Linked DNA regions of Mus musculus: region 2 is linked to region 1. Evidence: chromatin contacts called from public ChIA-PET data. All regions are on one chromosome and are shown on one strand. The core of a region is the stretch at or near the end of the contact, and the rest is flanking DNA. Distances in the headings are between cores, read along the strand shown. Region 1 overlaps Tnrc6b (trinucleotide repeat containing 6b). Region 2 overlaps Tnrc6b (trinucleotide repeat containing 6b).

Region 1 (2,991 bases), core at 369-2,868:
ATATAAAGATCTGTTAGAAACAGCCTGCCTGGTTCACAAAACAATTACAAGATAGAATCACTTCAGCTTATCCTTCTAATATATGAAGTTCTACCTCGGGCAACCTAGTTTTCTTTTTCTTTCAGGCTGTTTCCTATACTGGTTTTTAGTTTATTCCAAACTTGGCCTAAGCACCCATGAACATGCCCACATCCCAACCCCACTTATCCTATGCAGATCTTCTCAAGCAGATCTTCACTGGGACTCAGATAACCCCAACTGTCTTTCACCTTGACACACCAGCAGAGAACCCTACATGTCCACAGCAATTACCAGTAGAGCCTGCCCGCTTCTCAACAGGGCTCTGGCAGGGAGAGGGGCTACTCTTAAATATCGTCTTCCTCTGCCTCCCTTTTTCTATTTAACACTCCACCTCCTATTTAACAGAGCCAGTGAATGTAGTGAGAATTTTGGTTTCTTTAAAAGACACAGAAATATTATAGAAATATGTTTTTCGTTTAATTCTAGGTATGGGATATGGGGCTGCTTCAAATTGCCCATAGCAGCTGACTATGATTTGCCTCATGCTCTAGCAGGAGTGTAATTTTGCCAGCTGCAGATAGTTTCTGTGATTATGTGACATTTGGAATACTGGGGACTTTTTAGAGGGTATATAAATGCTAGGACCCTGAGAGGTTGTTGGGTTGTTGGTTTGTTGCAGTTTGTTAAGTAGTTGTGAGTAAAGAAGAAAGAACAGAAGAAGAAAAAATTAGATATCCTGACTGCAAAGATCAAACTTGCCCCAAGGAACTCGGTGCCCTTAACTAACAGGAAATAGTTTAGTGATAACATCACCCTCTTTCTGACCCCTGAGGCTATTATAGGATCTCTTTCCTTTCCTCTCTAGTCTAGTGTTAGGGGTTGAAATGGTTGAAGAAAGGGGGTGGAAAAGGTTAAAAGAAACGACCCACAAAGTAGCAAAAAGATAAGCTACAAGTGAATGGGGGAACACTCCCCCTCCCCCCAGTAATCTTTCCCAGGTTCCAAATTGAAAGAGAGGGAGGGGGAGGGGGAGGGGGAGGGAGAGGGGAGAGACTGACCAGAAGAAGTAATGTATTGGATTTGCTGGAGTTACAGGTGGTTGTGAACTATACAATATGGAGTGCTAAGAACTGAACTCCGGCCTTCTGGAAGAGTAATAAGCCTTCTTAATCGCTGGGTCATCTCTCCAGCTCCAAGTTAGTAACTTTAACAAGTGCCTTTTGGGATACAGGCTCAGTTTATGGATGATGCCTTCAGCCCTGTCCACTTTTTAATGACAGCATTCTCATTCAGGAGAATAAAAGTCTAACAAGGGCAGGGGTTTTTAAAACTCCATTTTTGCTCACAGCTTTATCCCTAGATACTAGCAAAGCTCCTTGCATACATACAATACTCAATAAACTCGCTTACCCACTCAACAACACTGAGAACTAACTGGGTATCGGAAGCTGTGTAGGTACTAGTTAACAGAACAAGTTCTGGTTCTGAGCCTACTCAAAGTAATGGCAGGAAGAGATGAGAAGGTGATGTGATAGACAGGCACTCGGCAATAGAGGGCTTACCTTGGCCTAGCGCTTCCCAACTTCCTGTGTGGGCTTCTCTTGCACCAGCCCTTTTCCTGTTCTCATCTGTCTCGCATAAACTGAAAGCTCCCAAGCTTGCTCTAGCTCCAGCCCCTTCCTTTGTCTCCTTAGGTTACACTAACCATCTAGCAAATGTAGACCATGTCCCAAAGCTTAATTTAATGTACACCTCTTTCCCCAGATCCCGGCTTGACTCTTCCCGGGCCTGGAGTATGTACACCACACCCCTGTCCTCACTCTCCCAGGCAGACTTCACGTCACAAGAGCCTCTAGAAAACAGTCTTTTCATGTTTCTAGTTGCTGCCCAGTCACTCCTCTTGCTCTGTGACTTGTCCATCCATAATCTCTCCACTTCCTCAGATGGATGTCAGTTCAAGCAAGCTAAACACACACACACACACACACACACACACACACACACACACCCCTGCTTTCTTTAAAACCCAGTTTTTATGTGTGTGTTTTTGAGACAGGGCTAAGTAGGGCCACATATGCTCTACACATATGTGTAGTCCTGGCTGTCCTGTACCTCGCTCTGTAGAACAGGCTGTCCTTGAACTCAGAAATCCACCTGCCTCTGCCTCCCAAGTGCTAGAATTAAAGGTGTGTGCCACCATCTGGCAAAATCCAGGGTTTTTTGTTGTTGTTATTGTTGTTTGTTCTTTAATTATAAAACACATCAAGACACAGCTCTAGCTGGCTGAGGTGGTATATGCTTGTAATCTGAGCACTCAGGAGACTGAGGTAGGAGAGTCACTCACAAATTCCAGCTAGGGAGCCTGATCTGTAGTGTTAAGTAAGATACTATCTCAAAAATAAATGGGAACAGGGAGAAAACCTAAACAACTCTTCCAGATAGCCAATGCTATCCAACAACACTATCCTGAAACACTAATAAACAAAAACTGAGAGCCAACAATATGCTAAACACTTCAAAACAAACTCAGACAACCCCTAGAGCAACTTCCTGAGGAAGGTATCACTGCCCCAGTCAGTACCTTAGAAAAAAGCTGAGGTACCCAGCACTGTGACTGGCCCAACTCTGGGCCAACTGCACATACAACAGCCCTGACTTCAGAAGCTCATTTATGCCTAAGTCCTGGAAAGGGCCAGGCAGAAGGATTGTAAGTTTAGGGTAGCTGAGAAGGACCCCCTCCCCCCAAGTGCTGATAGGGTCAGCATAGCAGAGTAGGCCAGTGAGCTGCTAGCTAGGGCCTCAGTTACTGGAGTAGAGTGAATACAAGAAACATTTTATCTTTCAGAGGGATACAGCGACAATTGATGTCCAGTTGCCAGAATTAAAAACTTTGTCATTTAAAATACAACAGTAGAAGGTGAAAATTAAAATTAAAACGTAGTATGTTAGAAATTTTGCCATGCCATTATC
Region 2 (2,991 bases), core at 369-2,868, 72 kb after region 1:
CTGAAATAGACTACAGTCAAGTATTTAACGAAACTCACACAATGTAATTACAGCTAAGTGTTTCCTAGAGAATATGGCAAGCTGAAAGGCATATATATTCAACAAATGACACTTACTTTTCTAGTATCACCTCTGATGTGACAGGGTTTTAATTTTCAAACTTAACTATTCAGTGTGATTCATTTTAATTCTCAGTTTAAAAATTCAAGCAGCACAGAAAAAAAGCCCTTGATCACTCAGTCTCTTCCCTCACGACCCTCCTTAGTTCTCCCTGCTGTCACCAGCATTTCTCTAGTATCATCTTGGAATGCAGACTGTTAAGGAATATACTATACTCCAACATTGTACAAGCAACAAACAAAAAACAGCCAAATAAAACCACCAAAACAACAGCAAAAGGCAACAGCACACATTTCTGTAACTACATATTTGCTTGGTTTATTTTCTGAGATAGGGTTTCGCATGACTCAGTCTGGCCTGCTCTCCATCAGGGACCTTCAGTTTCTGATCCTCTTGCTTCTAACCTCCCAGTTGCTGGGGACTGAACCCAGGACTTCATTTTTGTTTTTGTTTTCCGAAACAAGAGTTTTTCTGTGTAGCCCTGGCTGTCCTGGAAGTTTTTTTCTTTTAATTTGAGTGAGGGTGTCACTATATAATCTAGGCTGGCCTTGAATTTGTGGTCTTCCTGCCTCAACTTCCTAACGCAGCTTGCATTTGTAGTTCCAATGTCCCTATCTTTTGTTCACAAATGTAACTACCACCTCTGTGCTGACGATCCCCAAAGCCAGTGCTGAGCGTTCTTACCAGCCAGAATCAGATGCATTGCTGCCTACGCCAACAGCCTTTGCTACCTCCTGTGCCACCGGTGCCTAAGACTCAGTGCAACTACAACTCAAACATCCTGTCCCCAACAGGTGTTTCCCCTCTACCTCATCCGAAACAACATCACCCCCTCAGATCAGAAATCTGACATCATCAGCTCCTTCCTAGCACCAAAGCCTATCAATTCTAATCAGTGTGTTCTTCTTACATATGTCTGCTGCCACCGACTTTGACTTCATCCATTTTAACTAGTTTCACTAGTTTTTAGAATTTGGTTTTCTTAGCCTCAATACCCACTACCTTTAACATAAGAATGATATTTAGAAAGTACAAACTCTTGAGTAAGAAAATATAATCTCTACTCCATGCTATACCTGGCCTAGTACCTGCTGAGTTCTCCTGTTTTATCTTACAAAGCTACACTGTATTCAATTTCCCTAGAGCACCCACAGTGGTTTCATGTGCCTTTGTGCAAGCTATTTCCTCTTAGAAGTACCCACAGGCCAAACTTCTCAACTTGAAGACAGACGCAGGTTAGGCAATCTTTTCTGTGAAATCCCTGACACCATCTTACCTCACAGGCAATCTCAATGTGTCCTCCTTCTGAGCTAGTAAACTGTACATGCACTCCTCCCCAGGCTTCCTTCTGTGTGGACTACTGCTTATAAGCTCTCTGAGGTCTGGCATGTGTTACACTTTCAATAAGAATGTCCCCATAGGCTCATAGATCTGAATGCTTAGTCATCAGGGAGTGGCATTGCTTGAGAAAGATTAGAAGGTGTGGCCTTGTAGATGTGTCACCTGGAGACAGGCGGGCTTTGAAGTTTCAAAGGTCGCAGTCAGGTCCATGCCTCTAGATCAGGATGTAGGTAGACCTCTCAGTTACTTTTCCAGCACCACGTCTGCCTGTGTGCCACCATGCTCCTTGACATGATGACAATGGGACAAACTTCTGAATCTGTAAGCAAGCCCCACCTAAATGCTTTATTTTGTCAGCCTTGGTTGTGGTTGGTGTCTCTTCACAGCAATAGGACAGTAACTAAGAGAGTCTGCATCAGAGGGATCACTTAATACTTCATTAGTATTATTAAATACAGAGTCTGCCCAAGAGACATTCTCAATAAATCCTTATGTGATCGACACACATTTTTAAGGAAAAATAAACTCAACTCAATACAATATTCTGACTTAACTCATGTAAGGATTCTACTCACACATCTCTTTAAAAACAAACAAACAAAAAACAAAAAAAACAAAAAAAACCCCTATAGTATATCAGGGCAGCATGCTATCCCCATGGAACTTACAGTAGTAGAGGGCACCTTGGGACTGGTACAGAAGAAGCCTAGAACCTGCTATGTAAAACAAGCTGTTCTAGACCCACAAAGATCCACCTGCCTCTGCCTCCCACACCTGGCTATAAAACTCTGGCTTTAAAACCTCAGTTTTACTCTACTATCTGGGAAAATCCGGAAAGACTGCTTGGTGTAGGGGACAGTCTCAAGCAGGAATGATGAGAAAAACAGGTATCCCACCTTGGGCTACTAAGCCTGTTTGTTCAATTGTATGTGTTCTAGGCTACCTCCAGGACAGTTGGTCAATTCTTAAGCAAAGGGCTTGAGAAAACAGGACTGCCTTCTGACAACCTAAACACAAGCAACTGTGCTCACCCTCATCATTAATTCTGTTTATTTGAGTTCCTTGAGGCAAGGTTTGCTGCATGCACCAGGCTGACCTTCAAAGTCACATCATTCTCTTGTCATTTGCTTTCCAATGCTGAGATTACAGCAAGAGCCACATCATACAAGGCTCTGTGTGTGCACTTTGTTCAGGATATGTAAGCAATCTACCAGCTGGGCTACATCCTGTTCCCTTGGTTTTGTTTTTTGTTTTTTGAGAGGCAGGTCTCACATAGCCCATATTGGCCTCTAACTCATTGTGATCCTCCTGTCTCAGACTCTGGAGTACCTGGATTATGGGTATATGCCACCGTGCCCAATTGTTGGCAAGTTGTTAAATGTACACTGCCTCTGAGATAAACCAGTGAACTGGACATTGATATGGATGATAACGAGGCAAATAACCATGAAAAAAAATCTCACCAAATACACAGCCTGCCACTCACATCACACAGAAGTTCACAGAACGTACAGAAAGTGGAGGGGCAAC

The links. ChIA-PET counts read pairs in DNA pulled down with a chosen protein or histone mark.
Region 2: a contact with region 1 is called in an RNA polymerase II ChIA-PET map of effector CD8 T cells, with 49 read pairs. The contact joins two enhancer-like sites. A contact is called at or near these places in 1 of 39 promoter capture datasets (fetal liver), 2 of 15 datasets of contacts at CTCF or cohesin (CD8 T cells and pro-B cells), 7 of 484 Hi-C or Micro-C datasets (CD8 T cells, the G1E-ER4 cell line, memory CD8 T cells and 3 more), 7 of 115 datasets of contacts at active chromatin or transcription factors (CD8 T cells, the HPC-7 cell line, effector CD8 T cells and 4 more) and 3 of 9 other capture datasets (adipose tissue, liver and pancreatic islet).

Annotation. Positions count from the first base shown.
Region 1 is chr15:80,813,623-80,816,613 of GRCm38.p6, reverse strand. All of the region lies in intron 4 of Tnrc6b (trinucleotide repeat containing 6b), which reads right to left. Among named protein-coding and RNA genes, the nearest start is that of Tnrc6b, 100 kb to the right of the region's middle. Within about 2 kb of position 1,618, at least 111 of the 459 cell types and tissues checked have an H3K27ac peak or open chromatin away from gene starts, as enhancers often do. A contact at or near this core is called in CD8 T cells, the G1E-ER4 cell line, adipose tissue and 5 more, where this site is marked.
Region 2 is chr15:80,741,693-80,744,683 of GRCm38.p6, reverse strand. All of the region lies in intron 1 of Tnrc6b (trinucleotide repeat containing 6b), which reads right to left. Among named protein-coding and RNA genes, the nearest start is that of Tnrc6b, 32 kb to the right of the region's middle. Within about 2 kb of position 1,618, at least 108 of the 459 cell types and tissues checked have an H3K27ac peak or open chromatin away from gene starts, as enhancers often do. A contact at or near this core is called in CD8 T cells, the G1E-ER4 cell line, adipose tissue and 5 more, where this site is marked.